2 separate regions of the Zea mays genome follow, and region 1 is linked to region 2. The links are chromatin contacts, called in public Hi-C maps. All regions are on one chromosome and are shown on one strand. Each heading gives the region's core, a stretch centred on a gene start, on an enhancer-like site or on the middle of the called end of the contact. The rest is flanking DNA. Distances are from core to core; before and after follow the strand shown. Region 1 holds the start of LOC100191566 (Phospholipase A2-alpha). Region 2 holds the start of LOC100280893 (chemocyanin).

Region 1 (5,070 bases), core at 1,187-3,686, 280 kb after region 2:
TGTTTCAGAAGTATAGATACACTCACCTTTGGTTATGAAACGAGGCGACTAGTTTCTACGCATTGCTGAACATGTACGCCTCATGCACACGCTAATGATGCACATAAGGGGGCTAAAAATTACAAAAAATAGTGTTATGACTAAAAATTCTACTATATATGCACCCCTTATAGCATAAGTTTATGCACCCACGAGGCAATTGCACCTACGTCCAGTCTGCTTGAGCTTCACCACTGATGCACATTTAGTGTTGACATTAGTTTTTATATTCCCTTCGTTTTTCTGACAATTTCTTTTGTTTTATCAGGATACAGAGGAAAACGGCCCCTGAACCGCTGTATGTGTCTTAGCAAAACCAGATAATCAGTAGTGCAGTAAAACAACAGAGATTCCCAGCAAGTGATTTGTGGATCGCTTCCTTACACAATAAAATGGGGAGTCAAGCTGAGCCATGCTGTTTCTGTTTCGCCCGTAAACACGTAAGTTGTAGGTGCTATTTGGTTCACATTGTAACGTGATGGGTAATTGATAACGTTAAATCATGTTTGTTTAGGTCCAACCATAATCAGATCCCACACTAAAAACTGATACCAACATATTCAAACTTATTGCCGATGTCACTTGAGTGTCAATCATTACCATTTACGTTGTATTCTGTGAACCAAACGGCACCGTAGATACTCTTGCCACTGTAGTGCCCTCATTTGCATTTTATGTTTTTTCTTCGCATCCAATAAATCTCCAGTTATTACTATTGTGCCGCATTTGTTGGTGCTAAATGAAGGGAGCAACACAAGCTCACTCCTCCCCATTTGATCAGGGAATGCTGCCCTGCTCTTCGGCGCAGGCGTGCAGCTGCTCTGTTCTGTTCTTAGGCGTTCACCTTTTGCAGTTTTGGTCATTCCTGACTGCTGTCTGCTGAGCTTATGAGGGTATGACGGACACAACGAGCTACTAGTTCAATATTTGTATGCATGAAGCATCCGAAGGACGTACTTGGCAGCAATGAGTGTCGAGGCCAAACGTTTCAGTGGGTGCGCCGCGGCTGCCCTCTCAGTCCCAGAAACAGACAAGTACAAGATCCTTAATCGAAGTACACGCTCTGTATTATTCATCATTTGCAACAGCGTAAGCTACAGTTGTGTGGACTGTAGTGTGTCGAATACGGATTCTCCAAGAAACCAAAACCAGCAAGAGGAAACTTTCTTTATACTTGTACGGTAATACAGTGTGATAGGGACACGAGTTGCTTAAAACCAAAGAAGCTTTCTTTAAGGAGTGATCTCCATATATCTTGTCGTCGGTTTAGGCCGCCGGGCTGAGGGACTGGGAGCTAGCCAGCTAGTAGGCACACAACGACACGAGCTGCCATGTGAGCCGACGCCGCCCGGGCCCCCGTCCAGGACGCCGCCACCCTGCCCAAGCACGAAAAAGATGTGTGCCACCCACCAACCGCAGGGCGCAGGCTGCTGTGCTACACATGTCCCTGCGCGCCCACCACGCCCGGCGCCCCGGCGCGTGCGGCTAGGGCTTGTGCAGCACCCTGCCGGCGACGACGGCGGCCTCTATGACGAGCGAGATCACGTCGATGACCTGGTCGATCATGCACCTGTTCCCCTCGAACGTGGACGTGCCCTCCCGCAGCTTGGCCAGGCAGTCCAGCAGCGCCTCGTTGCAGGCCGTGCTCAGGTAGTCCACTGCACATGGTAGTACACAACACGCGCGCAGCAGCCGTCGTCAGCCCACGTCCGTGCGTGCTGTCGAACTGAAGATTCACTACTGGAGCTATAGGAACTGAAGATTCACTACTGGAGCTATAGGAACTGAAGACGACGACTGGAGCAACGCAGACGTACTCTTTGCCTGGACGCAGTTGTCGTGGTGCATGCAGCAGGCGTCCAGCGCGTCGCACGGCGGCTCGCCGGGGCAGCCGCTGTACATGATGCCGCAGTACTTGCCGTACCGCAGGAACGGCGGCGCTGTCGCAAAGAATTAACGCCGGTGAGAGCGGCAGAAGATCATGGAAGAGGCGGGTTAACTGTACGTACTCGTGCAGTGGTCCGACTCGCACGTGCGGCTGCACGCCTGCTGCTTGCTCTGCGCGCGAACCAAAGAGCGCAATTAGCGTACAGGGGAGTGGAGTGGAGCTAGATTAGTGGGCAACGACGTGCTGCATATGCATATGTGTGTGTGTGTGCGTGTGGATGAGCGTGGTGAAAGGCTGAAAGCTATTCCAACCATAATTTAGTCTGCGTACGTACGTACCGCGTCGTCGCCGGCGGACTGGACGCCGACATTGAGCGCGGCGGCGGGCGGCGAGAAGAGGGACGCGCAGACAAGGGTGCCGGCGACCACCGTGAGCCGCCAGGAACTGCCCCGCTCCATCGTCCTCACGGGAGCTCTAGAACGAAGTCTCTCTCTCCCACCGCGCGCTGGCACGCACTAGCTCTCTCTGGTCTGGTCTGGTCTGGTCTGTCGTGACGGCACGGCACGGCCTGCCGTCCCTGGAGAGGCGAGATTATCTAGGGGCGGCGAACTGGTCTCACTCAACTGCAGTTGCGGTGCGGGCTTGCGGCAGTGGCTGGCCAGGCCAGGAGGTGGACAGAAATGCGGGAGGTGAGTGAAGATGGGGCAGGGCGGGCGCGCGTTTGGTCGTATTCATCCCGTGAGCGGACGGGGCCTTGTTGGCTGTGCAGCTCACGGGCGTGCCAGACTGCCAGTTGCCAGCACACAAGAGACACCGCGCCCCCCTGCTGTTGCTGTGCATGCACCAACAGCTTACAGCTGAGCCAGCGCAGCGTGCACTGAGCCAGTGCGACGGGATGGGCCGGGCCGCCGATGCCCTCTTTGTCTTTTGTTGCGTTCAACGGGCTCCGAGTTTATTCTAGGGTTTTGGTTTCTCAGCGTTCATGCTCTCTGGATCTGCCATTGCTGTCACGCCGCGTGGCATGTGTGAGTGCCACTGCCACGTTATTTTTCTTTTCTTTTATTAGAGCATGTTGTAACTAGAACACAATAATACCTGTGTGATACCACACTTACATTACATCAGGGTTTATCAAACCGTTTTCCCGCTAAAAACCGCTAGTCATCGGGAACGGGAAACCGTCCGAAAAACGTCCAAAAACCGCTAACCTGAACGGCTCGTGATTTTAAATTTTGAAAAATGGTTTCTGATGTTTCTCGAGCGGTTTTCCATAGAAAAGGAACAGCTTTTCGTTGTTTCTCACCAAATCCCGGTACACATGTTTTTAAATAAAAAAACAAAATCCAGCGACAAATTGCTAAGAAGCCTTTTTTGACCAAATTTGTTGTTAAAAAAACAATAATGATTGACTTTTTAAAAAGGGAAATCTAAAATAATACTAAAATCTAGTCGTTTACAATGATTTTCCTGTTTTTTTTATTTTTTTTATCAAAATTTCAAAATTTTAAATGAAAATAAAAAAACACATACGGAAACTGGTCCCGGATCGAATCGGGAATGAGAAAAATTACCGGTTATCGTTAAATCCCAAGATTTTCAACTCTCAAATTTCCTGCCTAACTTTCCACATTTTGCCTAACTTTTATGCCTAAGGTTAGTTATTCGATTCGGACGACTAACCTTAGGCAAACTATGACACAGTTAGCCACGAACCAAACATGCTCTTAGGCCGACACTCTATCCACTTAGGGGTGGTAAAGTATCACGATCCAAATACCTTTTCAGAAATATAGGGTCTTAAATAAGTTTTAGTTAAAGAATGAATATAATAAGGTCTGGTCCTAATCTGATCTAATCCTTAAATCTTGTCATTCGACTCTCTCCGCATGTAATTCTCAGGCTACTTAGATTCTCTCCATAATCATATTGTTTTTATAACCAAATTCTCAGAAAAGCTCGTCAAAAAAAAATCAAAGACAGAACCGCTTCTCTTGTGGGCTGTTTGGATTATATTCAGGTCATGAACATGAGAACATCCATGTTCTTATTACTAAATGGAAGCACAATTTTAGTACCACCTAGTAGCCAAATCTTACGGGAGCGTAACTTAAAAACAACTGCTACAATACATAACTTCAGTATTACCTCGTCGCTACAACTCAAGCAACACTTACAAACGACGCGAGATTGAGAGGTAAACTCTGCAGGAGGTCCATAATGGGACGAGCGAACTATTTTTCTTTCTCGTCTGGAAGAATGTCCCTCACATTAGCCTTCTTGTATTTTTCACACTATCATAGCGAATAAAGCTTTACACTCACAATACGCATCACACATGTACTATAGTTTAATGCGTTGTTTGAGGCACATTTTTGAAACTAGCTTAACAAACCGAGTCAATGTCAAATGTTATTTAAAATAAACTTTTTTGATTTAAAGATATAAGAATTTAAACAGTTTTAAATGTGCGTCATCAAACTGCCACGTGACGTCTTCTCACGCCGCCTCGCCTTTCTCTTCCAGCTCTCGCCGTCTATCGTCGTCCTCTTCTGCGCCCGTACGCCCGCCTCGAAAGTCAAAACCCCAGGTGGCGTGCTAAAACCCTTGCCCGCGCGGAGTACACGAGCCCGAGCCTCAGCCCGCTCTCCTCGTCCATGGCGTCCTCAGGGTCCGCCGCTAACCTCTGGGTACTGCTTGGCCTCGGCATCGCGGGCATCCTCCTGGCGGCGCGGCGACTGAGGCGCCCTGCGCGCCCCGACCACGGCGCCTTCATCGCCCGCCTCGAGCTCCTCCCGCCGCCCCAGCCTCCGCCGCCGCAGGCGCCCCACCCGCTCACCGGACTCTGCTTCGCCATCGCTGACGCGTAAGCTTTAGCGACCCCCGACACTCGTGTTTGATTGATTCTATGCTTTAGCTTCGGATTTAGATCGGTGGAAGGCCTTTTAGAGTCATGCTTAGTAATTCGATCGATTGGATAATGCTAGCGTGTTATATATATATCACGTATGATGTTGTGAGTGGTTGAATTTTTGGCTGGTATCACTGAGCTAGGGCGATACAAATTCGTTTGACATGGTGCATTTGATGCTCATCATGCCTAAGTTTTGCATGCTTTTGCTCTTATCGATTGCATCATAACACGA
Region 2 (5,011 bases), core at 2,511-5,010:
GTTTGTGACGAACACATGATGCTAATGAACTATATGTACTGCAGGAAGAACTTGGTATCGAGTACGACGAAGATGTTGATGTGAACGTGCAGTCTTACTCTGACATGCTAGCAAGTCTCAACAAAAGGCGAAAAATTTCCCGCTGATGATGTAGCATAAGAGCGTCTTAAGTTGAAAGTAGGCTACAACCGTTACATGCCAGCAGCTATGCATTCATGGTTCTACCGGTTCTTAAGGTTCTGTAGAGATTAGTTTACCCTGACAGCATTGAGGCCCCGTTTGTTTCAACTTTTTTTCAGCTTCTGACCACCAGAAGCTGCTGCAGACTACCAAATGCTCATATTTTCAGCCTGCTTTTGTTAGAATCGCTTTGATAAAAACCGTTCAAAATCAACGTAAACATACAATCGGTCGAGTCGTTGTGATAATAGTAATCCATCATTTTCTAGATCCTAAATTCTATAAACCCTTTTATCTTCCTCTTCATATAATTTCCAAGATATTTAGGTTCTCTACACAGCTAGATTCTAAGAAAAGCTGGTCTAAAAAAAATCAAAACAAACAAGCCCTAAGTCAAATACAAGCTTTGTAACTGTTGAGTAACATGCTAGCATTATTACTATATATTTTCCTCAAACTTCTTGTTTTGATAATTTTGTCCTTTGTATTTAAGTATTGTTATCCCTTGAAGTTTTATATATCTTTTTTTAACGTAATGATATGAGCTCTTTCTTTCAATTAAGAAAATTAGAATTGATCTAGTTTTAAGGAAAATCGAGCTCAAAAGCCTACACATAGTACACAAAAAACCCAAACAACGGACACACCATACATAAAGCCTATCTAGAGTTATACTTGTCGAGCTCAATACAAGTGACGAGCAACCCCGACTCTCATAAACGGACCGCACACGGCACAGGAAGAGGAAGCCCTCGGTGCGCTGTCGTTACCAAGCCTCACATAGTCACATCCCACACGAAGCTGCTTTGATTCTTCACCAACGAGTATAGGTGTACATTTGGGTCGGGTTAAAGTCGTGGCCCATGGATGGACTCAAGCACGACCCGTTTAAGACATGCACGAAATAACCCATATAGAGTCAAAAAAGACTCATATATTCATTAAAACACACTTCATTGCACACTTCGTCACATTGTCGCTCGTAAGAGCCGATGTCAGCTGTCGTCGTCGGTCCTGGCACACGCGGCCACCGAAGCTAGCTGTCGCCCGACACTCTTCTGTCGTCGTCTCCACCTCCCTGGGCTAGCCCGGACCATCACTGAGCCACCTCCCATGCGCGCAAACCATAATCGACAGCCCAACACCGCATCGACAGCACGCGCGCAGCCACTGCCAAGCGCAATCTACTCTGCCCACGCTTGACACCGTCGCTAACACGCGCCGCCCTCTTCCCGACAAATAGGACTGGAAAAGGCTCGAGCTCGACGAGCTGGTTCAGGTTCGCAGCAGCTCGGCTCGGCTCGGACCGACTCGACGCTCATAACGAGCCCGAGTCGAGTCTGTTTTTGTGGCTCATGAAAACAGCGAGCCAGCTCGGCTCGGCTCGGTGCAGCTCGCGAGCTGGCTCGTGGCTTGACCCAACAACAATTTATTACATAAAATAATAATTAGCTTATAATATTAGTATCAAGTAGACAATAATTTATGTTATTTGAGACTACTATACAAAAATAAATTTATTTTCTATATTATATTAGTGATATATATGTTATTTAAATATTTTTAAGATTTTATATTATAATTTAGAGAGTAGATTTACGTTTATGACTAGGCTCGTTGGCTCGGCGAGCCGCGGAGCGAACCGAGCCGCTTTTCCGAGCTCGCCAGATGGACGAGCCGAGCCGCAGCGAGCCGAGCCGAGCTCCTCATTGCTGAGCGCAGCCCTCACTAATGTGCAACGTCCACGCCGCGGCGCATGTCTCCACTCGTGCCCAGCACCTTCCTCATTGACGCTGCCTCCACTAAGCAACCGAGATAGGGGGGGTCGAAGCACCACCTCGACGTCGCCGGAACGCTTCAACGCGAAGCATACCGCCGTGCCACCATGGCGAAGAAGGCAAGCCCTGCCAAGGCCTCTCTTGGCTGCACCACCACGATGCCGCCGTGAGATGCGTAGAGCCACCGAGGAGAACAGAGCCCTAGGGTGCGCGTGTCGGACCCGCGACCGTTGGACCTTGCCGCCCCGGACGACAACGATCTTCCCGAGAGGCAGCGCCTGCCCAGATCCACCGGAAGGAGGGAAAGGGGCCGCCGCTGCTGTCATCGTGGGCCGCACGGGCTTCCGGTGCTCAGGCGGCGGCTGGGGTTCGCTCGGGTCGCCTAGCACAGGGACGGCCGAGCGCAAGGATACACATGTGTGTGTTCTACGTTGTGTAAAAACCACATACCTCTGCTTTATTATGGCTACTTCCTTATATAATAAAACAATCCCATCTCGTCCAAACAGATCGTTTGATTTGAATTGCCAAAACATGTATCGTCTCTCTAAAAAAACGTGTAATTACTGCAATAACTTGCATACCAACATAACATTAGTAGACTCATTTTCATTATTGCGCAAACAATTGGCAACAGATCAAATCTCTTCTCGATATTTTCTTTTTCTTTTTACCATCATTAATTGCATACTCCTCTATGATATGAGCATATACCATAAGATCTAACTAGAGGCATACAGTGAAAAAAAAACTTCCAATATATGGACAAAATAAACAAACCATCTCCTGGCTCGGGTTGCTATCTGGATGCCGCTAAAATACCCCCAAGTCGCTAAATTTACTTCCAGCGTCCTTGCACTAGTGTCTAGTGTGGCACCACGGGGGTGCATCATCGGCCGCATAATCTGAAGAATGTCGCGCTTTGGTCCGTTCCGTCCATTTCAGTTTCAGGTTGCCCAGCCTCCTTTCTCCCGAACCAGATTCATTGATGATCCTGTCCGCCACCACTGACGAGGGCGCGTAGGTTTGCTGCTCGTCAAGGTGGCCCGCCTATCTGGAGTTATGGACAGAGTCAGGTGCACATGGATCAAGCAAGCTAGTGTGGTGTAGTACACTACTGTATGAAGAATTGAAGACTCGTTTGTTCCACTTGCACCGCACGGGTCTAGGTCTAGCTAGCTCCCGCACACCTGCGTTTGCTTGCTTTATGGTGCGGCGGGACAGCTAGAACAGACGTCGATCTCCTGACGTTCTCTCTCGTCCTTTCAATTTTGAAGGATAATTAAGAAAAACACTGTCTCAACTCTTGAACCTAAATCAAATAAACTTATTTGAGATCGTTCTATCTCATTCTATCTCGTCATTGTAACCAAACACATCCTTAAATCCTGTGCCAGGCCAGTCCATCCTCCCGTCCGCGGCGAGGGTCAGGGCGCTCACCAGTCACCCACCAACGGGAACTGCTGAAGAACGCGGACTGCAATAAACGCAACAAGAAAGTTTTTCCAAGGCTTGTGGCTCCCCACCCCCGTCCTCTCTCGTCCTCGTTGGTCAGTGGGTGGGGGTGGCTATGGCTTGCTTCCTCGCTCGCAGCTCGATCGGTGTCACTGTGGGGCTAGCTAACTAACTATGTACTCCTATTCAGTAGCGTTAGTTCACACGGCGTAAGCGCTTGCTTGTCCCTGGGCCATTTGACCGTGCCATGGCCACTATATACGCTAGAAACGAGAGTTTGGTTATCGTCGTGTGCAGGGGTACTTGGGTTCGCCTATAAAAAGCGGTTCTTGGTGCGCTCTACAGCTCACTTCTAGAGTTTAGCTATAGCCTCACTGCTAGAGCGCCGCCATGGCTCAGGTAAGGGGCAGTGCTCGTGGCACTGGCAGTGGCAGCAGCGCCGCCGCGCTGGCGCTGGTCCTCCTGTGCGCGCTCCTCCGCGGCGAGTTCGCCGAGTCGGCGGTGTACACGGTCGGCGACCGCGGCGGGTGGAGCTTCAACACCGCCAGCTGGCCCAACGGCAAGCGTTTCCGCGCCGGCGACGTCCTCGGTGACCAGTGATGCATCCCATTTTCCATGGATGGCTGCGTACGTAGCCCAGCTTAATCTGACCCTCTGATGGTGTGCACGCGCGCGCGCGTTCATGGCTTCATGCAGTGTTCAGGTACGACGCCAGGGCGCACAACGTGGTGCCCGTGAGCGCGGCGGGGTACAGCTCGTGCAGCGCGCCCGAGGGCGCCAGGGCGCTCGCCACCGGGAACGACCGCGTCACGCTGAGGCGCGGCGCCAACTACTTCATCTGCAGCTTCCCAGGCCACTGCCAGGCCGGCATGAAGGTCGCCGTCACCGCCGCCTAGGCACTGCAGGGCGGCCAATCAGCCGGCGGAGAGCGCCGCGCTCACGGAGTAGTAAAGCACGTAGCTAATTAGACGGTGCTGCCCTTGTTGTTCAATAATATCGTCTGTCGTCCCGTACTTCATAACCTGCGCGGCGTGTTAGTAGTTGTTTGGTGGTGTTTGGCGACTGGCACTATAAAGAAGGGTCAGATCGAGTGATGTACTTGCTACCAATAAAGGTATACGGTTTGTGTGTTCACTCGATGTTATATATACGTCGCCCTATTCCAAACCTATAGAGAGCTAATGGCTAATAAGTTGTAAGTTAGGTTGAGAAGTATAATTAATAATTAGCTAGTCCAACGACTGACCCATTCAGTCATTCTAAAATTCTCAGCTAAATTTAGTGTCTAACTATTAAATTTAGAGGTTTAGAACAAGATCTAAGTGGTGCTTGTTTAAGCTCTACAAAACAAAAATAAAAAATTACGATTCCAATGTTGGGTGCGAGGATGACGTTGAATTGTAAACACAACCTCAGACTATCCATAACGGTTCCCTCTACGTCATCCCTATATACCTAATTTTTTCTCTATCCTCTAAAGATTCCATCCCCTGAATCATGTTTCTTGTGGGATCCTGTTTTATCCGAGTTGAACCCTATTTATTCCACATTTAAAAAACCCTATTTATTCCACATTTAAAAAAAATGCGGGATGGACC

What was found. Hi-C and Micro-C count contacts between places; a contact is called where the count stands out from the background.
Region 1: a contact with region 2 is called in a Hi-C map of tassel, with 2.5 times the contacts expected there. The contact joins the promoter of LOC100191566 here to the promoter of LOC100280893 in region 2. A contact is called at or near these places in 3 of 25 Hi-C or Micro-C datasets (ear, endosperm and tassel).

Annotation. Positions count from the first base shown.
Region 1 is chr5:12,274,755-12,279,824 of Zm-B73-REFERENCE-NAM-5.0, forward strand. LOC100191566 (Phospholipase A2-alpha) reads right to left here and starts at 2,437. Exons shown (of 4, transcript NM_001136996.1): 1 at 2,266-2,437; 2 at 2,049-2,097; 3 at 1,857-1,979; 4 at 1,190-1,697. The coding sequence starts at 2,385. The coding sequence ends at 1,525. LOC109939630 (outer envelope protein 64, chloroplastic) reads left to right here and starts at 4,391. Exons shown (of 9, transcript XM_035958869.1): 1 at 4,391-4,484; 2 at 4,668-4,790. The coding sequence starts at 4,391. It also overlaps the pseudogene LOC103643009.
Region 2 is chr5:11,993,777-11,998,787 of Zm-B73-REFERENCE-NAM-5.0, forward strand. It overlaps LOC100280893 (chemocyanin), which reads left to right and starts at 3,761. Exons shown (of 2, transcript NM_001153813.1): 1 at 3,761-4,002; 2 at 4,110-4,547. The coding sequence starts at 3,804. The coding sequence ends at 4,309. LOC100282702 (Homologous-pairing protein 2 homolog) reads left to right here. Exons shown (of 6, transcript NM_001414628.1): 6 at 45-403. The coding sequence ends at 146.